2 separate regions of the Macaca mulatta genome follow, and region 2 is linked to region 1. The links are chromatin contacts, called in public Hi-C maps. All regions are on one chromosome and are shown on one strand. The core of a region is the stretch at or near the end of the contact, and the rest is flanking DNA. Distances in the headings are between cores, read along the strand shown. Region 1 holds the start of CTBP1 (C-terminal binding protein 1). Region 2 holds the start of UVSSA (UV stimulated scaffold protein A).

Region 1 (5,888 bases), core at 2,712-5,211:
CCTGCCACCCAGAGGGAACTGAGCCCCTGCCCTTCAACGGCAGAGAAGGCAGGCCCTCAAGAAGGACTACACAGCAGCGTGGAGCCACTGGGCTGAGAGCATGGGGCCACCAGAACCTCCCTCAGACAGACACTGCCCGTCACCCATGGACTGATACAGGTCCTCCGATGACAGCGCCCCAGACAGACACCGCCCAAGTCACCCACGAGCCGTTACGGCACCTCCGACGACAGCATCCCTGTGAGCCAGGGAGCCACGGTACTCCACAGGGCCTGTGGGGCCGTATCACAGCTCAGAGGACACAGTGTAGGGGCTGCGATCACAGGCACGGATTTGCCAGCAAGATTCCTCTCCAGGACACCCGTGGAGCCGTACGTTTCCCTGTTTATTCAGGGAGCACATGCACATGCCCTGTGAGCTCCAGGACCCCCAGAACACCACCTTCCCGGCTCCTACCACGCGTGGGGTATCAGGGCTACACCCTTCCTCTCCTTCTCAACAGGACACTCTACACATGACACCACTCGAGAGGCAGCCTCGGACGCCTCTGAGGCTCATGCCAGCCATGCAGACAGGGCAGCCCAGCAGCCCTCACACCACAGATGGGTGGCAGGTCAGGGTGACACGGGTGGGCAGGGTGACACGGGTGGCGGGGCAGGGTGGCATGGGCAGGCAGGGTGGCATGGGTGGGCAGGGTGGCATGGGCCACACTAGGCCTGGGGAGCTGATGGCGGTGCAAGGGGAGGGTGCAGAAGGGGCCTGGTCCCAACACCACCCACACCTCTCTCAGGGCCGTAGCCCCAACTCCTCCCCATCCAAACCAACTGGGCTTCCCTCAGGGCCATCCTCACTCTCCTTCAACGCACATAAGAACTGGCACCGCCTGGCCACCCAGAGAGACAACTCAAGGTTAATGTTTGGCTTGACAAAAGGCCACCCAAGAGATCTCTGACTTTACAGGAAAAAACTGAACGTTTCCTCGTGGGAGATACCACATGGAGTGTGTGGCTGGACGGGCTTCTGGAAGGGACGGTCAGTGATGCAGGTGGCATCTTGTGGGTTACCCCGACCCAGTGTGGGGGAGAGTAGTGGGCCCTGGCCACTGCAGCCGACAATGGAGGACCTGGGGGGCCAGACACTCCCAGCACAGAGCTCCTACCCACAACTACCAAAATCCAGCGACCACCAGAGGACCCCGGTACTCTGACCAGCGTTCCCTCAGGCGATGCAGTTCAACCACAGAACCCGGAGGACACCACCTGCTGCCTCCACCACCTCCTGGCCACCCCTGGGCCCTGAGCCAGGCCTGCACCGTCAGCACCACCCAGACGGAGCCCTCTCCAGCCCTGAGTGGAGGGGAAAACAAGAAGTCCTTCTGGAAGGAGAGTCACTCGGGTAAACACCTCACAGGGCACACGCCTTTGACTTGGGCACTGCGTGGGGAGCGCCAGGGCACAGCCAGGCACAGAGCGCTGCCTGAAGGGTTCTCAGCAACACTAGTGGTACCAGCCGTACGCCTCTTGGCTCAGGGACGCCACCATCAGCTCAGACCAGGTCACACTCTGGGGGCAGTGGCCACAGGAAGTTGAAAGGGCTAGTTACAGTCAGAGGAGAAAAACTGCCAGGTGAGCCAGGTGTGGCTGAACAGCCACCTCTGAGCTCCAAAGGAAGAGACTGGGCCTCTCGAGCCTGGGACCCGTTTCCTGCAGAGCGTGACTACTTCCGTCCAGGGTTCCTCCAGAAAAAACTTATTAACAGAGTGACTGTTAACAGTGGCTGTCTGCTGGATAATGGAACCTTACACTACAAACGTCCAAAGAGTGGGGGGCTCCCAGCCCTTGGAGGAGGCAGACAGGACCAGCCAGCACCTCCAATCTCCCCAGGATGTGGCTGGGGTCGGTTCTGCGCCAAGCCCACAGGACTGGGCCAAGGCCCATCCCACTCAGCAGACGGACAGGACCAGCCCACAGTCCCTTGCACCCGGGGCCAAACCTCCCCTCCCCCACTGCCATGTTCTCAGGTTAATGACAAGTGTGCAAAACGGAAGATCCTACTCACTGACATTCCCAACCACATGTCCACCTCTCAGAACTAACAGCTGCCCTGGTCAAGGCTGACAGGACGAAGTACATGCTGCGGACATGGCAGACACCTCAAAAACGGCCAGGCAGGTGGACAAGGCACCCCGGGCAGTGAGTAGATGCAGCCCCCACTGCATGTCCCTCCCAGAGTTCTGCAGAGGACGCCAGCATGGAAGCAGGTGCTCAAAGATGGGCGACAGAATCACAAAGGGCAAAACGCGTCTGCAGAGCTGACAGTGCCAACCAGGAGCCAAACCCAGACCCCAGAGGGAGGTGGCCAGGCCTGGGCGGGCAGGGGAGACCTGGTGCTGAGGCCCAGGGCAGAGCCACGCCCTACAAAGTTCCAGGACACAGAACGAGGGACCCCCAAACCGCAGCTGTCATCCTCAGCTGCAACGGCAAATAGTTACCCCACGGTGCTGCCCCAACCCTGCCCCAAGCCGCAGACGGGTACACAGACGCGCACAGGCCATGCGCTAGGAGCTCAGCGAGGACGCCCGCGGCGCGGGCCCAGCCACCAGCGCCGTTTTCTTCCTGACGGACTTGTGCTCCCTGCCGAGCTCCTACAGAAACGGTGGAGAGGACTTGGGGGGGGGGTGCTCGGGCTCCACGGAGCACTCTGCACACCCGCCGCCTCGGCCCTGGCTCCGGGCCCTCTAGCCCCAACTCTCAGGGTTTCACCTCCCCACTCAGGGCACCGGGAAGGGCGCGACCGCCTTCCCTTTTCCCCACTGGAAGGGAATTCTGTCCCGGCAATCGCGGAGACTACAGCAAAAGGGCTCTGGCCCCGGCCGGGCTTCCGGACACCGGTGCCCTTGGAGGCCGCCAGAGAACGCTCCAGTTTTGGCCCGGGGATCAAGCGCGCGGGCTCTGCCTTTGCAGCCGGGTCGAGGGAGAGAAAGGCTCCGCGGAGCGGCCCGGGCCGGCCCAGGATGCGGGCGCTGCAAGATGGCGATGGCCGTGCGCCCGGCGTCCGCCCGTGCTCCCTGCTTCCGCGGCCGCAGCCGGCGAGGAAGGCGCCCCGGGACCCGGGCCGGCACAGGCAGAGGCAGGTGGAGGCGCCGGGCCGGGCCGGGCCCTCGCGGAGTTCGCGGGAGCGGAGACCCCCGGGGACCGCCCGCGTCACCGCCGGGGGCTGCGCTTTGGGCCCGGTCTGAGGGCGGCGGCCTCCTCCACGGTCAGACCCGGCGCCCGGGCCCCGTCCCCTTCCCCCACAGCGCGCGGCCGCGGTCGCCGGCAGCCTCAGGGCGGGAGGGGGCGCGCTCCCGCGAGTGGCCCGGGAGCGCGCTCCCCAGGACACCCGTAGCTGCGCACGGCGCAGCTCCCACCCCGGTCCCGCAGGCCCAGCCGCGGGGTCGTGACCGGGGACGGGGTAGCGGCCGGGGATCGGGACTCGGACTCGGGGTGCCGTCCCGGGTCCCATGGGGCTGGGGTCGGTGGAGCAGCCTGGAGGCCCACGGGCCCCTTTGTGTCACCTGCGCGGGCCGCGGGCGGGGAGGGCACACGGCGGCGCTCGCTCACACGCAGCGGCCCGCGCATGCGCACGACCCTTGCCGCGGTCCCGCCCCCGACCGCGGCCACGCGCGGACGACGGCGCGCACGCGCACTCGCACACAAAGCCGGCGGCCCGCGGGCGCGCGCTCGGCCCGCCCCCGCGCCCCCCGCCCGCGCGGCCCCCGCCCCGCCCCGCCCCCGCCCGCGGCCGGAAACGCGCGCGCGCGCGGCCTTACCGAGCGGCAGGCCCTTGTTGAGCAAGTGCGAGCTGCCCATCGAGAGGCGCGAGCGGCCGCGGGCCCCGACCACTCCGGCGCGCTGCGCCGCCGCGAGTCCGGCGCGTGGGGCGGCCTCGGTGCCGTCCGCTGCTCCGCCCGCCCGCCTGCGCCTGGCCGCCGCCGTGCCGAGCCTCCGCCGCGCCGCTGAGCCGCGCTCCGACGACCGCGCGGGCGGGGACACGGCGGCGCGCGCGGGCGGGGCCTCGCGGTTGGTCTCCTGGTTCCCGGCGCGGGCGGCGCACGGACTCACGCGGGCGGCTCAGGGCCCGCCTGGCCGGGCGCGGCTGCGGGGCGGGGCGGGAGCCTGGCGGGAAGCTCACGGGGCCTGCAGCCCGGCGGAGGCCCGAGGCCCGGTGTTCCGCACGTTCTAAACCGCCTGTCCCGGAGGAAGGCGGGCAGGGTCGGGCCGGGCTCAGCACCGCTGGCGGGAGCGCCGCCCGCCCCGAGGCCCCCTGCGGGACGGCGCCGGGCCCGGAAGCCGAGGCAGGGTCGCCCACGTCAGCGCCCGGAACGGACCCGAACGTAAATGGCGCTCCTCCGCGCAGCGGCCGCCCCGCTCCCTTCCCGCCCCGCCAGCCGCCGCCCTCCCCCGCTCGCTTCTGGCCCCGCGGCCTGGCCCGTGCGCCTCCGAAGACTTGTCCTTGCGGTGCCGCTGTCCCCGGGGCTGGCCAGGGGCACCGAGGCCGCGGGTTCCCCCCATCGCCCCCACCCGGGCCCTGATTTACCGTCCAAGAGCCGGCCGCACATGGGGCCCCGGGAGGAGAAGCGCGCCCGCCCCAGTTCGTCCCCAGCCGGGGGGGACCCCGACTCCGGGAGGGGCCGCGTTCTGCCCGGCCCAGGGCGCTGTTCCCGGCCCGGGAAGTTCAGGGCTGGAGAACCCCCTTCTCGACCCCGTTTCTCCTTTAACAAGAGTAGGGTTTGTAGCCAGCTCTGCTTCTGCCCGCTGCGGGAGACGCCCCGACCCGGGAGGGCCCGAAAGTCCCTTCAGGGAGAGGCCGCACCGGGCCTGCTCACCCAGGGGCTGCCCCTGCAGACTCTCCCAAGGGGCCCAGGGATATTCCTCGCGCCGCGAGTGGACGCTTCCATCCACCCCGTGGGGAGTTGTGGGAAGGGCCTCTGCGCGTGGCTACTCTGAGCACACTGGAATGATCAGATAGTTGCATAATTTGAGAAACCACAGCCTGGAGACGGAATGATGCAGACTCCTATCCGAGAGACACCTGCTCTAGTTTCGCTGTGGTTCGTGAGGACGCGTCCTAGGCTGCCCTGAGAAGCCCATGTCTGCCCTTCCAGGCCTGGGAAGACCTCTGACCCCACTGACAGTGCTGGGCCCTCAGTCGGGCCTGCCATGCGTACCACTTTCTGTTCTAAGACCGGGCTGCCCAGCTGTGGCCTGGAGGAAACCTGGCAGGTGTCACCAGAGCTTTGGGGAGGGTGGGGCCCTGTCAGGGAAGCCCAGTGGGAGTCATGAAGGAGGGAACACGTGTGGAGCCCTTGTAGGGGGAGGGGCAGCCCTGCAGAGATCTAAGAAAATTCCAGAAAAATGAGCAGCAACCTCCAAGGCCAGACATCGGTGCAGGGGACAAGGGGTCACAGATGGAGGGGCCTAGGTGAGGCTGCCGGGAAGGGATGATGTGGTTGGTGGAGTGCACAGGCAGGGACCTCACTGGACTTTCCTATCTGCTCTGCATGGACAGGCAGCCCAGAAGGCAGCAGGGACATGCCACTCCCTCTTTCCCCAGGGAAGCTGGGGACAGACGGGTCCCAGGCACTCCATCCTCTGCAGCAAGTCAGGTTGTGATTTACTGGGCATTGGTGAATAAAATGGAGAGGCTTCTGGGGAGAAATTCCTGGCTCCCACGTGGACTGGCAGAGCTCAACAGGCAGCCACGTGGCTGAGTGTCCAGCAAACATCACATAAGGCTTTGGGTCCTGTAGGTGAGGCTGCCCTGAGCAGCAAGCTCAGTCCAGAAGAGCAGTTCCTCTCCAGGATCCATTTCCTGCGCACTTTTATGTCCAGTGTAGCTGGAGCAGA
Region 2 (5,762 bases), core at 1,530-4,029, 120 kb after region 1:
TATACTGCTTGGGTTTTATCATCTCAAAGTTTCTGTTGGTTCTTTTAAAATGTCTTTTAGAAGTATCTTCTAATTCTTGGCTGGGTGCAGTGACTCACCCCTATAATCCCAACACTTTGGGAGACTGAGGTGGGCAGATCACTTGAGGCCAGGAGTTCGAGACCAGCCTGGCCAATATGGTGAAACCCTGTCTCTACTAAAAATACAAAAATTGGCTGGGCATGGTGGTGGGTGCCTGTAATCCCAGCTGTTTGGGAGGCTGAGACACAAGAATCATTTGAACCTGGGAGGCAGAGGTTGCAGTGAGCCGAGATCGCGTCACTGCACTCCAGCCTGGGCGACAGAGCAAGACTCCGCCTCAAATGAAAACAAAAAAATAAAATATCATCTAATTCTTATCATGATTTGTCTTGGCTTTCTAATCTTATCCAGCATTCAACAAATATTGAGCACTACTTTGTGTCTGGCTTCATGAAACAAAACAAAGATCTCTATTTTTATGGACTGTATGTTTTAGGGGTGAAGAGAAAAAAGTGAATCAGCTAGTAAGATAGTAAGTCTGTGTGATACAAAGCCAGAAGTGCCCTGGGAACAAGCGGAGCAGGTTAAGAAAACGGCCGGGGGGGTGGGGGGGGGGTCCTGAGCCGGGGAGGCGGGAAGGTGCAGAAGTGTTTGCTCAGGGGTGAGACATGAGCAGTGGCTGGACGGAGATGGGGAAGGAGCTCTGGATGCTGGCAGAAGCTTCCCGGCAGAAGGATCTGCTCCCCAGAGGCCCAGTGTGATAGCAAGAGCAGGTTGGAGAAGTCGACCGGTGGGACGTAGTGGGCGGCAAACACAGGCCACGACAGGTTTTGCTTTGCCCTGGGATGGGAGCTGTAGGAGGATTCTGTGTGGAGCAATCCTGTGATCCGACCTTAGACTTTCAAAGGTCCCTCTGGTTGCTGCATGATGGTCTAGGGGTACCAGGGCACAAGTGAAAGACGAGGTGACAGCAGTGACCCACTGCAGGGGTGGCCGGGAATTGGCAGTGGCAATGAGGCAGTGGGACCTGCTCAGATCTGGATGTGTTCTGAGGGTAGGGCTATCAGGATTTGCAAACCAAATGGGCATGGAGTGAGGAAGTGAGAAGCCCAAGTGAGTCAGGTAATTGGTCCAAGCGAACAGGATGAGGGCAGGCCAGGCGCGGTGGCTCTCGCCTGTAATCCCAGCACTCTGGAAGGCCGAGCCGGGCGGATCACCGGAAGTCAGGAGTTCGAGACCAGCCTGACCAACATGGTGAAACCCCGTCTCTACTAAAAATTCAAAAATGAGCTGGGCGTGGTGGTGGGCACCTGTAATCCCAGCTACTCGGGAGGCTGAGGCAGGAGAATTGCTTGAACCCTTGAACCCAGGAGGCGGAGGTTGCAGTGAGCCGAGATCGCGCCACTGCACTCCAGCCTGGGTGACAAAGCGAGACTCCGTCTCAAAAAAAAAAAAAAGGCTGCAGGGCCATCAGCTGATAGAGGGCAATGGACAGTGGACGGGCAGCTTGGCTGTGCTGTAGAGCCTGAGGGCTGAGAGGACACCCCGGGGCAGTGTAAAAGAAACTGGACTTAGCAATTGGTGAGAGAAGTCGGATAAAGAGAGGGTTTTGTTAGTATGGGAGAAACGGCACCCTTTTATGCTAATGAGAACTAATAACAACAAAAAAACCTGCTGTAGAACACAGAGGGAAACTGCTGGATGGGTGCCTTGGAGGAAGCCACAGGCCGGCGATTGGGTGCACAGGGCAAGGGGCGCTGAGGGAGGATCTGGCTCCAGCTTGCTCAGTGAAGCAAGAGGCTGGGTGAGGAAGGGGTGAGGCGGGGGAGCGGCTCAGGGTGCCTGCAGGCTAGGAGCTGGGAGCCACTGACGCCCAGGGACAGAGGCTGGTGCTGCAGAGAGGGGCGGCGCAGGGAGTCCCTCTTCTTTTCTTTTTTAAAAGAACTGCTTTACTGAGAAACCCACCCTACAAAAACACGATTAACAGGGTTGTGAGCTACCACCACTCTAATGCAAGGGCATGCCCATCCCCCCGAAAAAGAAACCCCGGCCCGCCGCCCCGCCGGCGGCGGCCCCCGCCATGCACCCAGCCCCGGACGCCCAGTTGGGCGTCTGCTCTGCGTGGCCTGTGCCGGGCGCCCCGCGAGTGGGGTGCACACCGCGTTCCTCCTGAGCCACCTCCAGGTCGGTCCGTCCGCAGCCGGCCTCGCACTCCCCTCCGTTCCAGGCTGCGGACCTCGGCGGCAGGACGGACGGCGCCTCTGCTCCTCATTCTGCCCGGGGCCAGCCCGGGCCCAGGGGTATCTGCTGTGTGTCTGGCGCCGAGCTGGGCCCCGAAGAACCCCGAGCCCGCCCAGGGGTTCCCTTCTCGGGCCCGAGCGGGCAGGCGCCGCGGGGTCCAGGGCGCCAGGGTCCAGGGACCCGCGCCCTCCCGCCTGGGCAGTCCTCACCGGCCCTCCGCAGGGGAAGGGACCTGGCCGCGAAAGTCCGGGCAGGCGTGGCGTTGACGCCCAGACCGGAACTTCCTTTCGGCCTCAGTTTCCGGGCCGGCCCCGCCCCCGGCGCCCGCACACCGCAGCCCCTTTAAGGACTTTCTGCGCCCTCCCGCCTCTTTTCTAGCGCGTCTCCCATCCCAGGCTGCCCCGCCCCCGCCGGGAGCGCGCCTACGTCACCGCGCAGACCTCGGCCGCGTCTTTGCGCCTGCGCCTCCTCGGCCAGGGTGAGCCATTGGCTGCCGAGCTCAGAGCACGTGATAGGGGCGGGGCCTTTGCCGGAAAGGATGGGGCAACAGCGAGAACGGCCGCGTCAAGAGGTAGGTGCAGTCGTCGCCGTGGTGACCCCAGCTCCTGATGCGTCCGGCCCAGGGACAGCCAATGGCTGTAGAGCTCTTGGGCACCTGACAGGAGGGGCGGTCCGCCCGCCGGAAGGGGCGGGGCGAGGCGAGCGCCGAGTCAGCGGTAGGTGGGGCTGTGGTTGCGCTGGGGGGCGGGGGTCGAGCAGCTTCAGCACCGGCGGCTCTGCGGGCGCCGGGCAGAGACCTGCGGGCGGAGCGTGTCCCGTGTCTTCGAGAGCGCCGGCGGCGGGGCCGGAGGGCGGGCCCAGGGCCGAGTGACAGGCCGCAGCCCCCGAGCACCGCCGAAAGCTGCGCGCCCGCCCGGTGCAGCCGCTGTGCGAGGGCGACCCCGCGGCCCCAGCCTCGCGCGGGCCCCGCCGGGCCGCTGCTTTCCCCGGGTAGGGCGCAGCTCCCCAGCCTCCGCCCCGGCCTCCCCTGGCGCTTCCTTCCGGGTCCTTCGGCCTTTTCCTGGCAGTGCTGCAGGCTCTCGCCTCTTCCCACCCTGCACGCCGCGGTGCTCGACCCTGGGCCTCCGGGCGCGACTTTCATTGATCTCAGAATTTCTTGGCTCCTTTTGGCCTCTGCAGCCTTGCTGGAGGCTGCCCTGCGGAATCAGTGAATAAGGGAAACAGCAACAGTCACGTTAGGCAAAAGCTGATTTGGACAGTGCCACTGCTTCTTAACGCACGGCCCTCAGTGCAGCGTCCCACACGCAGGGGATTGTAGAGGTCCCGAGTTGAAGGTTCACTTTTAAAACTGACCGTAATCACCGCTGTAAAGGCCTTGCCGGACACATTTCCCAGAGAGGCGCCCCCAGAGGTAACGGCAGATGGACCCCAGGCTCAGGGTCCTCCCGGAACTTTCGGTTTATAGTAGAGCCCAGTAAACACGTTAATAACAGCAAGAGCTATAAAATACAGATGGTGATTTAGCATTTGTGCCTTACCTATTTCTAGATATGGATCAGAAACTTTCGAAGTTGGTAGAAGAGCTCACAACTTCAGGAGAACCCAGACTAAATCCTGAGAAAATGAAGGAACTGAAGAAAATTTGCAAGTATGTCTTAGGGTTTAGTAACTCACAGTAACTGACTGGCCCACAGAGCCCAGGACACACACAGGGCCCTGCCTTCCTGCCCCGACCTGGGAGAGAACCACCCGAGGACACACCCAGGACATTTTCTCAGGGCCCTGCAGTACCCAGCTCTGATGGGTGGTCATGTTCTGGGTTTGGGGCGCGTGGCGTTGCAGACCCATCACTGCTCCGTGCTTGGTGCTTCTCTCTTCATTCCCGTTTCCTGAGTGCACATATGTGATTTAGAGAGAAACGTGTGTCTTTTTCTTTGCTGTTGGACTTTGCGAAGGGAGAGAATAGAGCTTGCTGATAGGCGAGTTGGTCCATCGCCTTTAGGGTATGTCCACCCCTGTTCACTTCTCCCTCCGGGGAATACGCCTCCCAGGATCTCTGCAAGTCACCCTCAGGCAGCCAGAGATTCATGGGGGAAGCAGAACTTCTCCTCGGAGGGTGGAGCATAAGTCGAGGACACTCATTATCCTGTATCCTGCGTTTGTAAAACGAGAACTTACAGATTGTTTATAGCGTAATGGAGTGTTGACATTTTAATAGAAAATTTCAGGTCAGGTTTTGCAGCATGCACCAGGAAATCCGATTCGCAATGGTTTATGTGGGGCCAGGAGCTGGGAAGAGGAGCATTCAGGAGGGGCTGGGAGATGTCCCGAGCTCTAGGCCTTCCCTTCCTTCCCGCATCAGGAGGCACCCAGCTGAACAGTGTGCGTGCTGGGCGGTGTGCGTTTGTGCCGGGCGGTCTGCGTTGTGCCGGGTGGCATGTGTTTAAAGGGCGGGATGGTTTGTGTTTCAGGCTTTGCCGTAAGGCCTCAGCTCTGTGAACGCAGCTGTAGATGATGCAGCTGGATAAATGGGCCACATTCCAATGAAACTTTGTGAATGACCACCGACATTTGAAGTCTATATAATTTTCACATTTCATCAAGTATTTTTCGTTTGTTTCAACATTCTTGGCTTGTGGGCCACACAGAAACAGGCAGGGGCTGGGGAACTAGATGGGGCCCTTGGGCGGCAGTATGCAGACCCTGCTCTAGAAAAGGGGAGAACGAAGATGGGAAGGCAGTGGTGGTCCCTGCCACTACGTGCATGCAGCATCCCTGTACGGAGAGTCTCCCCCCACCCATCCTCTGCATGCCGGGCAGTTGGGTCAGGCTGGCTCGTATCCCCAGGTCTTCAGAGGAGCAGCTGAGCCGTGCCTACCGCCTGCTGATAGCACAGCTGACCCAGGAACACGCCGAGATCCGCCTCTCAGCCTTCCAGATCGTGGACGAACTCTTTGCCAGGTCTCACCAGTTCCGGATGCTGGTTGTTTCCAACTTCCAGGAGTTCCTGGAGCTCACGCTGGGCACGGATCCCGCACAGCCTCTGCCACCCCCCAGGGAGGCGGCACAGAGGCTGAGGCAGGCGGCCACCCGGGCCGTGGAAGAGTGGAATGAGAAGTTCGGGGAGGCCTACAAGAAGCTTGCCTTGGGCTACCACTTCTTAAGACACAACAAAAAGGTAGGTGGGCCTGGCCCATTTTCTCAGAGACTCTGGTTACCTGACATGAGGAGGGCAGACTGTACCAGGGTGAAGATGCACTTCCTGTCGGACCTGGCACGGCAGGGGCCTGCTTGGCCTTGCCTGAGCGCCCCGGCTACCAGACCGTCCGTGGAATGTGGGAAAGTGGACAGCAGCTGGGGTCAGGGCCTCCCTGATAGGGGCGGCGCAGCTCTGAGAGGAAGAGCATAAGCTGTGTGTGTGGATGGAGCTGAGGTTGCATGTGTCATTTTTTATGTGTGTGTAGGAGACAAAGGAAAAGCCATTCCAACTTCTCAGATGC

The links. Hi-C and Micro-C count contacts between places; a contact is called where the count stands out from the background.
Region 2: a Hi-C map of fetal cortex germinal zone shows a contact between it and region 1, with 6 times the contacts expected there. The contact joins the promoter of UVSSA here to the promoter of CTBP1 in region 1. A contact is called at or near these places in 8 of 14 Hi-C or Micro-C datasets (CD4 T cells, blood, cortical neurons and 4 more).

Annotation. Positions count from the first base shown.
Region 1 is chr5:1,319,808-1,325,695 of T2T-MMU8v2.0, forward strand. CTBP1 (C-terminal binding protein 1) reads right to left here and starts at 3,962. Exons shown (of 10, transcript NM_001266780.1): 1 at 3,812-3,962. It also overlaps the pseudogene LOC106998226.
Region 2 is chr5:1,440,042-1,445,803 of T2T-MMU8v2.0, forward strand. UVSSA (UV stimulated scaffold protein A) reads left to right here and starts at 2,780. Exons shown (of 15, transcript XR_013417652.1): 1 at 2,780-2,978; 2 at 3,811-3,910; 3 at 5,110-5,440.